Linked DNA regions of Mus musculus: region 1 is linked to region 2. A link is a contact called in public promoter capture Hi-C data. All regions are on one chromosome and are shown on one strand. The core of a region is the stretch at or near the end of the contact, and the rest is flanking DNA. Distances in the headings are between cores, read along the strand shown. Region 1 holds the start of P2rx3 (purinergic receptor P2X, ligand-gated ion channel, 3). Region 2 holds the start of Tfpi (tissue factor pathway inhibitor).

Region 1 (5,374 bases), core at 2,720-5,219, 560 kb after region 2:
AAGTGTAAGCTAAATAAACCCTTTCCTCCCCAAGTGCTTCTTGGTCATGATGTTTGTGCAGGAATAGAATCCCTAAGACAACAGGTCTGTGTCAAAGCTGTAGTCATACCATGTAGTCCCCTTATCCAGAGACTGTGGTCTAGGGAGAAAACAGGCAACAGTGGGTGTCGTTCCCCATTTGTACCTAGAGGATGAGGGATTCCAACTGATCCTCCTAGCATGTCACCTAGCGTGCTGACATGGAACCTTGGTTGCTACCTGGTGTCAAAAGGATGGTATGTATCCCCAGGGTCTTGTACACCAAAGCTGAGTGAAGTGTCAGCCACACCGGGTAGCTAAGGCTAGAGCCCAGATGATTAGGTGGTATGCTGCTGTGAGTGTGCAAGAGGAATACTCGGCTCATCTCATACACTTCCTAGGTGAGGTGTTGTGTCCTCTCTCCCTGGCAGAAAATAACAGGGGAAAGACTCAGGTATTAGTTAAGTGCCAACACCACCACATCAAATATCCCTTCAAGGGGCAGACAGGCCAGGTGGCTCAGTGGGGAAAGGTACTTGCTGCCAAGCTTAAGGACCTGAGTTCCATCTTTGGAACTCACATGATGGAAGGAGAGAACTGATTTCACCCCCTACACTCCCACCCCACAGTTCTCTTACCTCTACACATACCCATGCTCCACGCCCCTAAAGGAACAAAATAAAATGAAAAAAAAAAAAAAGAACAAAACTTTAGAATTCTATTGAGGTAGTGTTAGCTTCTCCGGTAAGCTTTCCTACATCCGATCCTACTCTTAATCCTTGGGCACATCAGACTGCTCAGATCTGATTATAGTGCTCTTCCTCAGTCTCAGCCCCCCCCCCCCAAATGGTTGAACAGTGTCAGTAACTTCCTTCTCGTTCTTTACGTTTCTGTGGAAACAAAAGCTCTTGGTTCTCACAGGATGCCAGGCCTGACCTCTGAGTTCCCAGGGACCTTTTTCTACACTCTAGCCTCTACTGCTCTACACTCCTTTTCTTCTTCCCACAGACCAGGCTCTTCCCCTCCACAGATGTGGGTTCTTTGCCTTACGTGGACTTCTCCCTGGTTGCTTCTACCCATCCTTCAGAACCTGGACACTGCATTTCCAGAAAACTCACCTCAGTTTTCAGATGAAGCCAAAGTGACTCCACAGCGGCAGCTTTTCAGGTGTTGTGCACGTTTTAGAAGCCATTGAAACTTTCCATTTGTTTGTGAGGATCACTGGGTTAGTATCAACTTCTTGCTCTATTCACGGTATGATGCTCACAGGATAAAGACCCTGTCTGCTTCTGCCCATTGCTCTACCCTCACTGTACAATAATGCCTGACATGAAGAGACGCTTGATGCACTTTTGCTAAATTAATCACAATGCATTCATGAAGTCACATGGTGTTTGTGCTCCTATAAACAGAGATGGGCTTGGGCCAGGGGGCTGGGCTGTTGAGTGTGCTGATGAAACTGTGAGGCACTGTTGCACAGGGAGCTGTCAGGATAGGAGATGGATGGGGTTGTATATCAAGATGCCAAAGAGCCTCTCTCATGCTCCCTTGAGCAGACTGGACTCAAAACCCCAGCATTGGAGGATTCAATCTGATTCTGATGAGAGGGCAGCCAAGAGCAGTGCAGAGCTAAGGGGGCTTAGCCATCTAGGAGATGGCTGTCTCTGTCTTCCATCAACGTCCTGCCTGGAGCCAGGAGAGCCAGGCCAGGTTAGGAATGTGCTGAAAAGCTTTTTCTTTCATTTGGACCAATATACCATCCTGTGGCTATCAACAATCAAGGCACTGAATATATATGTGCACACAGAAGGCTTAAGAACCAGCTGAGGATGTAGCTCAGTTGACAGAGTGCTGACCTAATATGCACAAAGTCCTGGGTTCAGCCAGCCATAAAAATGGATGTGGTGGCCCACACCTGCAATTCAGCACTAGGAGGATTAAGAATTCAAGGTCACCTTCACCTGTGTAGTAAGTCCATAACCTTGGATAGATGAGACTTTGTCTCCAAAACAAAAGCTAACCAACTAGCCAACCAAAAAAAAAAAAAAACAAAAAACCAGTTTTGAGCCAAATTTGGAGAAAGGGACATGGAACATCTAAACATTTCTCACAAAACTTCAACATAGGAAAGTAGCTTCAAGGCCATTTAATCCGACTCCATAGCTTGAATTCCTTCTGATGTCCCCACAATGCTATACTAAAGCCTACAGACTCTCATCAAACCCAAGGAACAGAACTATGAAAAACCACATCTGCCCATCTATCTATCTACTCCCACCTTTCAGCTCCAGCTGCAAGCACACAGGACATACTCTTTGATTTGCCTGAATTAACTCATGATCTAGTCAGTGGCTGTCTTTCACAAACAGACTCATCGTTTCAAGGAACGGCAAGCGACCACAGACCCACAAGCCAGGAAAGAAAACCCTTGAGGTTTCTGCCTGCATTTCCTGGTGCCAACCAGTGTGTAGAAATGACCGCAAGAAGGACAGACCCGTGCTTTCCTCCCAGCCATTGTTTGCCAAAGTCCCTTTGTATGTGTGCAGGAGGGCGGTGTTGGGATCTGGCTGGTCCTTGAGCAACCCCTAGCATGTGTCTTATGACACAGAGTGAGGCGAGAATTTATGCTGTTTAACAATAGGTATCATTTCTGCATTCCTGGGGAAAAGCCCCACACTAAGTCAGAAAAGGTACCTTTCTCTTGGGCAGGTCTTCCCTTGAGTGTGTCTGTGCCTCTGTCTAGCTTGGGGGGCAGTTCTCCTGCTCTCCAAGAACAGATGTCTCTTGCTTTTTAACCTCTCACCATCTAGCCCTATGACAAGAAGAAATTCCTAAGTCTACATTAAAGCCAGCTCTCCCCTTTCCTCTCTAGCTGGTTCTTCTTCCACACATCAGCCCATCTCCCTGGTTTTCATTCCTCCTTCCTGCGTTCCTTTATCTTTCTGGGACTCTAAAGACTCAATGGAGGGGAATGGGGAAATGTGGGGAGGGGTCTGACTTGGTTTTTGTTTTTGTTTTGGTCTGGGAAGATGGACCATATGGGTCCTTTCTTAACCAGGGAATGGACTCATATTCTTGGCGTATGTGTCTAGAATCCTGGAAGAGATTCTGGGTAAAATAATGCACCTGAGACGGGTCTAGATGGGAGTGGCAGAGGCCAATCCTGAGGACATGGCTCCCACAAATCAAAGTGTTTCCCAGAGAAGAGGGTCTAGGAGCTGCAGAGCAGCCTTGGGAGAGGGAGGGAAGGACATCAGGTAGCCCTTCTGTCCCACCATCCGAAGGACCATGGACTCACCCCACAAAGTAGGAGATAATCAGCAGCTGAACGGCTCGGTTGATGATCCCAATGGTCCAGCTTTTCACAACCACCGACTTGGTAGTCTCGTAGGTGAAGAAGTCTGATATACAGTTCATACTGAGAAAGTGCTCACAGCCACCCAGAAAGGCTGTGGATGCAGCCCAAGGAGAGAAAAGACCTCAGGACTGGGAGACAGAGATCAAGAACTGGAGTGGGCTGCTTAATGGGGCTTGAGGAAAAGAGCCAGTTCCTATAAGCCAGGCAACTGTAGTCCAGTGCCTCGTCTCTCCTCTTGACACTCTAGAAGCCAACAGTCCAGGGCCAGGGCGGTGGACCACCTTTTTATTCATCTTCACTCCACTCCCCTGTGATGTCACAGCAGGGGTGGGGTCTCCAATCCCGGGCTCCAGATTGCCTGAGATGCAGCTGGCTAGGGCCCTCTGGGACTTATGTTTCATCTGCACTCTGTCTACTGTTTCTATTCTGTTCTCTTACGCGGCATCTCTATCCCAGCTCACCAGCTGCTTTGTATTCTCCAAAGCCCCTTGTAACTGCCCACTCTTGAGTTAGCTCATCTGCCTGAGCCAAGAACTCCACTCTTGAGTGTCTGTCGATTTCTATCTAATAGCACAAATAGGGAGAAAGGGTTCTTGACAGTTCTGTGTCTCCTGGGAGGAAGACACGCATTTCTTACCATCTCCTCCTCTCTGCCCTCCAGCATCTCATTATGTTGTCTAACTTGTTATGTTGCCATGTTTCAAATTCACAATCCTCCTGCCCCAGTCTTTGAGTGTTGTGATTACAGATTTGTAATACTACAAAGCGGAAAGTCGCTTATTTCTAACTCTAGTTGGTTGCAACTCTTCAAGTTGCACAGAAATTACTGAACTCCCTCTCTTTTTAAACCCCGAAGTTATTAAAATCTTTTGTTAGGGTATGTGCTCCTAAGAGGCTGGGCTATTTTAACGATCTTCAACAGTTTTGTCAGATCCTAGAAACGTGCTGCATTAATAGGTTTTCATTATGTCTTAAGCCCAGTTTGACTTAGCTAAATAGTGCTAGCAATGATAGTGGTTAAAGCCACAAGCACCGAATGACAAAACACATTTTTATCTATATCATATCCCAGGACTGAGTTAGCAAGTCAGTGCAGTGATATTTCAGGGAAACTGTGGGCTTATCCTGTCTTTGTGTAGGACATATGCTAGCAATCACTCTAAACCCTGAACCCTCATGATTATAAAAGGCTGATGTTAAAGAGTCTGTGTTCTAGGTTCCAGTTTTGATGGTAATGGACTGACACCCAGTCGCAAATCTTTTGTGGTCTCATTTTTCTCATCTGTAAAATGAGATAAACTCAAGCATCTCTGTCAGACCTGGCTTCAGATTTTGCAAGATGCACTCCGGTGCTATGTGAGGCCATCCGGGCTTCTGCCAACGTAGGCTGATGTGATTTCAAGTAAGTTCTAGCTCAAAGGTAAATCCGACACCACCACTTGAATTTAATGCAGCCATCTGCTAGGCTCTTCCTGAGAACCCACAAATTAGGGATATGGACAGGATAGTGTTGGGGGTAGGTGAACTCACTGCAGAAAGGATCTGATCTACTTGCCAGGGTACAGCTGGAAAGCAAGCACAATCGCCGACACCCGCATCTCCTTTGCAGCTAGTGGGGCTACACCTCTGTATTTTTCTTGTTCAACAGACTCCTTCCCAGATTATTTCACAGGAGGGAGGGGCGTGCATGATTCCAACAAACATACAAACCTGAACACCTAATAAAACCGCATAATTTCCCTTCGGAATCTAGTCTTTGAAGAGCAGCTTGTAACTTTCTAAAGAGTGTTCCCGTTTTCTAGTCAAGAATTCAGCCGCGTGGGATTCCATAGCAAGCCTCTCGCTTTAGCCGACCAGGGGGAGTGCCGACGCTCTAGGCGAATGTACCCGTTGGTCGGCCCGGATGATGCCGTTCTAGCCAAGTCTTCCTCTCTATGGTCCGTGCGCGACTTCCGGTGGCGGGACGCGGGGCTGCGCACGCGGGAAAAGCTTCCCCGG
Region 2 (4,825 bases), core at 47-2,546:
CGGTGGTGGCCGCACACCTTTAATCCCAGCACTTGGGGAGGCAGAGGCAGGCGGATCTCTGAGTTCGAGGCCAGCCTGGGTCTACAGATCGAGTTCCAGGACAGCCAGGGCTATACAGAGAGAAACCCTGTTTCAAAAAACAAAAGCAAAACACAAACAAAGTAAAAATGGAAATCACTTCATGGGGAAAAAAAAAAAAGAGAATACTCTTAAGTTGCGACAAAATAGCATGGACAAATTGAGATGTTAAAAACGATTAAAAAACTTTTATCGACAGTGTGGTTATTCAATGTGTACTGCTAGAGAAGAGGACATTCATAAGTATCTGAAATATTCTGGCATATTTTATAGTTAAACCAAGACTTAGAAGACTTAGAAACCAATCCGGGGGTGGGAGGGCATATCTGGACCACAACTTCATTTCTTATCGGTGGCTAGTCTCACTGTAGACCAGGCTGACTGAAACTTACAGACCCACCTCACTCTGCCTCAGAGGGCTAGGATTACAGGAGTGCCCCTGCATCTGGCCTTTCTTCTCAGTTTGAGGTTGTGATGAGAGCAAGGGATAACAACTAGTGAGGGTGGGCAGGCACCATAAAAGGGCATTTGTCAGAATGCCCCCGCAGGGCACCAAGAGTGCCAACGCAGAAGTCTGCTTCCTGCTTCTGTGCCATCTCCCGAATGAGCACCTCTGCCCAGAAGCGACGGTGACATCGTGACTGACACTGAGCAATGCACCTGGACACCTTGTAGTTGGGCCAACTGGACTGGCCAGCACACCTCCACCGCACCACCACCACCATCTCCCTTGGGTTTCTTACCTTGATGAGTCAGTAGTCCTTAAATGAGATCTGGAGATGAGGTCCCAAAATTATACCGTCTTCAGAAGAAATCCGGAGACAGGTCCCGAAAGTGATACAGTCTAAAAATAATAGTTTAGAGGGTCTTAATTGGGTTCCGTTTCTCTGGCAGTTAAAGAAATTAAAGGCAGGAAATTTCAGAAGAGCAATAGAGAGAAGTAGGAGTTAAAGGCAAGCATCTACTTAGGGTGGGGAACACACTCACGCGTCAGACACACGGAGAAAAAGATTCTCTGTAAAGGTTGCTCGGGAAGCCGAAAACCCCAGTCTCTTCTCTCGAGTCCTGAGGTTTTAAAGCATTCGAAGAGTCTTCCTCCCCCACTTCAGGGTTGGTCAGTTTGCCGTTGATTGGTCCGAAACTATGAAACTGTGAAACTATGTGTGACATGTCCTCATCAGGTCTTGACCTTGTTGAGCCAGTCCCTCAGTAAGGATTCTCCCCTGGAAGCTTTTGTGTCAAAGTCAATAGGTGAGGAAGCTAGCCATTATCTAGCCACGGCCCTCTCCCTATCTGGTGCCTACCAGGAAGTCTGTCAAACTTTTACCCTAATAGACAACAATACCCAGCTTCTGGTAACAGGAAAGAAGATGGGCGGCCACAGACTTCACCTGGAGCAAAGCACTGCCCCAGGCTCACCCGAGGCCTGGGTCCTGCCCAAACTGTGGACACTGTGGGATCCTATTCTGCCCTACTCTGCCTCTCTAAGGTAGTTTTCCCAAGTTCCACGGGAAAATCTCTTAGACCGTCTGGGTCTGGTGGCTGAGGGCTGATTGCTGCCCACTGTGGTTAACTGAAGACTTAACGCTGCCCTGTGTGTGTGGCTGCAAAACTCGGTTCACCTCTGCTCACAACAGATCACCATACTGACTGTTCAGGTGGCAGTTAAATCTGTCATTCTTAATTGGCCCAGAGGCCATTTGGTCTATACTTCCTGCTCAAATTTACCCTCAGACCTCTGGGGTGATGTTGACTGCGTGTTTTATCAGATTGGGAGCAGCAATCTGATAAATCTTAGCCTCTCACCTCAGGGACACAGCTGCTTAGTCAGACCGTTTCCTAAGGCCTTGCCTTCTCAGGGACACAGCTGCTTAGTCAGACCGTTTCCTAAGGCCTTGCCTTTTCCAGAGCTCAGGTCTCCAGCTGAGACAGGCAAGCTCACAGACACGTTTGCCTCGCTGACAGGCTTCCTGCTGAGAAAGATAAACTCACAAAAACAGATTTCAGTGTGAGAGCAAACTCAAGCCATCGTGTTGTTACTCAAAACTTGCTCTCTGCTGTTCCTTTATTCAAAAGAGCTTACTTTTTTGTGACTTTGTTCACTAATCAAACACCTATGCCTCAAAGTATTAGAGTTTTCCAGATTTTAAAAAAAAAAAAAAAGTTTAAAGTTTATGCAACTTGCCAAGGTCTGAGGAAGGGATTCAAAGTATGTGAAAATGATTTAAGGTGCGTGAAAAATGAGACTTTCAAGATGGTATACGATGTGAAGACTTCAGGGTTCACTCAGTGGAGTTCTGATGAATCTAGCCCTGGTAAAACACTGGCTACTAAACTTTTTAAAAACATCATAGTCACAGGCCCAAAATTGTTAATTTTCTTTAGTTGTTTTCTAAATAAAGGCACTTATCATTGTGAAAAAAACACCTCTGTTCTTTTGTTCTCTTCCCTGACAAGAAATCTCTGTCTTATTACAGATAAATAAATGTTCATGCTCCTATTATGCTAATAACTTTTCAAGCTTTGTTTTGCTAAGGCTCAAAGGTCTATTCCAACTGTTTACAGATTTTTGTTAACTGCTTTGCTACAATGAGTACTTCCTTGCAGAACACAGACAGTGGTCATTCTATCTAAACCTTTAACCTCTTTTTATATGCTTAAAACAGTTCATGCAAACTTCAGGGCTTCCATCTGTCATTGCTCAGAAGATCCCTTGCCACTGGTAAGCCAATGTAATTGTTCTTTGTCTCTCTCTTTAGGTTCACTCAGCAAACCAGACCCTGTCCCCCACCCCCACTCATACCCCCACCCCCACCTCCACATCCACACCCACCCCATCCCAGCCTGCAACTCTGGAATTCCAGCTTTCCTAGCCTGCCAGGACAACCCTCTCCACCTAAGAAGCAGCTACGGAAGAGAGACACTACATCACCCTTTATCATCAACAAAAGGCTGGAACTATTAGTTCTCTCAGCTGTCCAAATATACAGAAATGAGCTCAAGCTGGACCACAGAAGGATTTCTGGAGGATAAATAAAAGCCACCATGCCTCCGGAACTTTTGAAAGCAGTTCCCATCGGCCAAAAGTTGTCCTTTCCCTTACTTCTGGCAGAAGTGACAGATGGCTCCATTGACATATACCTACGGCTGCATATCACAGCCCATGCTGGCCTCCAAACTTCCTCTGCTCCTACTCACAAGTACTTTTTACGAATTTCAAAGCTCTCTCACCCCCCCCCCACGTGTGTGTGTGTGTGTGTGTGTGTGTGTGTGTGTGTGTGTGTGTGTGTGGTGTGTCTGTGTCCTTGAGTCTTCATCTCCCACTATTTCCACTCATCTCCCTGCTCTCCAGCTTCCCTAGCCCTGGCCATGTCAAGTCTCCTGGCCATGTTCGGTCTACTTCTTTTTCCCTCTGCTATGAACTCCTCCAGATGCCTCTGGCTGTTTGTTCATTCTTTCTCTCTCTCTCTCTCTCTCTCTCTCTCTCTCTCTCTCTCTGTCTCTCTCTTTTTCTCTCTGTCTCTCTCTCTCCTCTCTCTCTTATGCCTACAATAAAAACTTAACCATATCTTGGAACAATCATGTCAGCAGTTTCTTTACTGCATCCCCTCGCACACAAGAATGAAACCCATGCTCACAACACATGCTCAAAGCACAAACTGTTAGATTCTGTTAGATTATTTAAAGCAGCTGTAGAGAGATGGAAGAAGGAAAGACAGATAGGCTTGGTCTGACCTTAGGAGGGACCATGTTTATTCACAGCGAGGAAGGACTTTATCACTCACGTGTGCAGATGGCCAAAATGCCTTCAGAAGAAGATAGGATGAGGCCCCTTATAGGGGCGGAAATGACTTCCATTGTCCACAAGGGAAGCTGGGAAGTGTAGTCTTTCAGCAGGAAACTATCATTGTAAACTCTGAGACGGTATAAAAAATGCAGGGCAGGGGGGTTGTAGCTGTTTTTTGCTGAGGAGGGTGTTGCTGGAGTGGTTGGTTCAAGGTCCATTGAAGAGGGACTGCCTCTCTGGTCACGAAGCAGAGAGTCTTAACTTGATCAGCCGCAATGGAACATTTGAATTCATCCTACATTCCTGAAGAGACCTGAAAAATTATTATTAGAGGACTGTAAACAGACTATTTTGGTTACAAAGTAAAACCGAAGGGTTTTCCAGGAAGATTGAGGAGTAGGGAGGAGCTGAGGTGAGAGAGACAGAGTGGACCAGTGGGAGAAAGTGGCCATAGAGTGCATTCAGGAGGGTAACAGTGACTGGTCCCACTGCCACAACTGTTGCACCAAAATGAGCTGTCCAAAGTGGCAGAGAGCTACAGAGAATCAAAGGAAGGGAACAGAAGAAAACAACAGACGAATGTAGGGAATTGTGTCTGGCCTACGATGAAAGGGAGGAAGGCCTCTTTTACTTAGAGTTTCTCCACAGCACACAAAAGGTCTTTTTGTTGATGTATCAGAAACAGATGGAGCTGTTGTAGAGTGAGAGCTATTGGGAAAACTTCCGTGGGCCACTTTGTTTGGGTATAGGGAGAAGTTCAGTAAATATAATATTTAAAAGGCAAGGTAAAGACATAAGTGTGAGGGTAACAAAGAGGAAAGCTGAGATCCAGTGAAGGGCCAGAGAGGAGGAGCCAGAGCCCGCACACAGGAGGCCTGTGCTTGAATTGTTTCTGGTCCCTGGCTCTAGGCCCCATCTCAAACCAATTGGGATGTGTTGGCCTAAAAGCAGTGTGCCCAC

The links. Promoter capture Hi-C pulls out the DNA fragments that hold promoters and counts their contacts.
Region 1: a contact with region 2 is called in a promoter capture Hi-C map of embryonic stem cells, with 5 times the contacts expected there. The contact joins the promoter of P2rx3 here to the promoter of Tfpi in region 2. A contact is called at or near these places in 14 of 39 promoter capture datasets (3T3-L1-derived adipocytes, the C10 cell line, the HPC-7 cell line and 10 more), 7 of 484 Hi-C or Micro-C datasets (CD4 T cells, CD8 T cells, the HPC-7 cell line and 4 more), 6 of 115 datasets of contacts at active chromatin or transcription factors (T-cell acute lymphoblastic leukemia, embryonic stem cells, large pre-B cells and 1 more) and 2 of 9 other capture datasets (adipose tissue and liver).

Annotation. Positions count from the first base shown.
Region 1 is chr2:85,031,865-85,037,238 of GRCm38.p6, forward strand. P2rx3 (purinergic receptor P2X, ligand-gated ion channel, 3) reads right to left here and starts at 3,970. Exons shown (of 12, transcript NM_145526.2): 1 at 3,317-3,970. The coding sequence starts at 3,435. It overlaps Ssrp1 (structure specific recognition protein 1), which reads left to right and starts at 5,256. Exons shown (of 17, transcript NM_182990.4): 1 at 5,256-5,374.
Region 2 is chr2:84,472,878-84,477,702 of GRCm38.p6, forward strand. It overlaps Tfpi (tissue factor pathway inhibitor), which reads right to left and starts at 1,297. Exons shown (of 9, transcript NM_011576.1): 1 at 1,066-1,297; 2 at 822-922.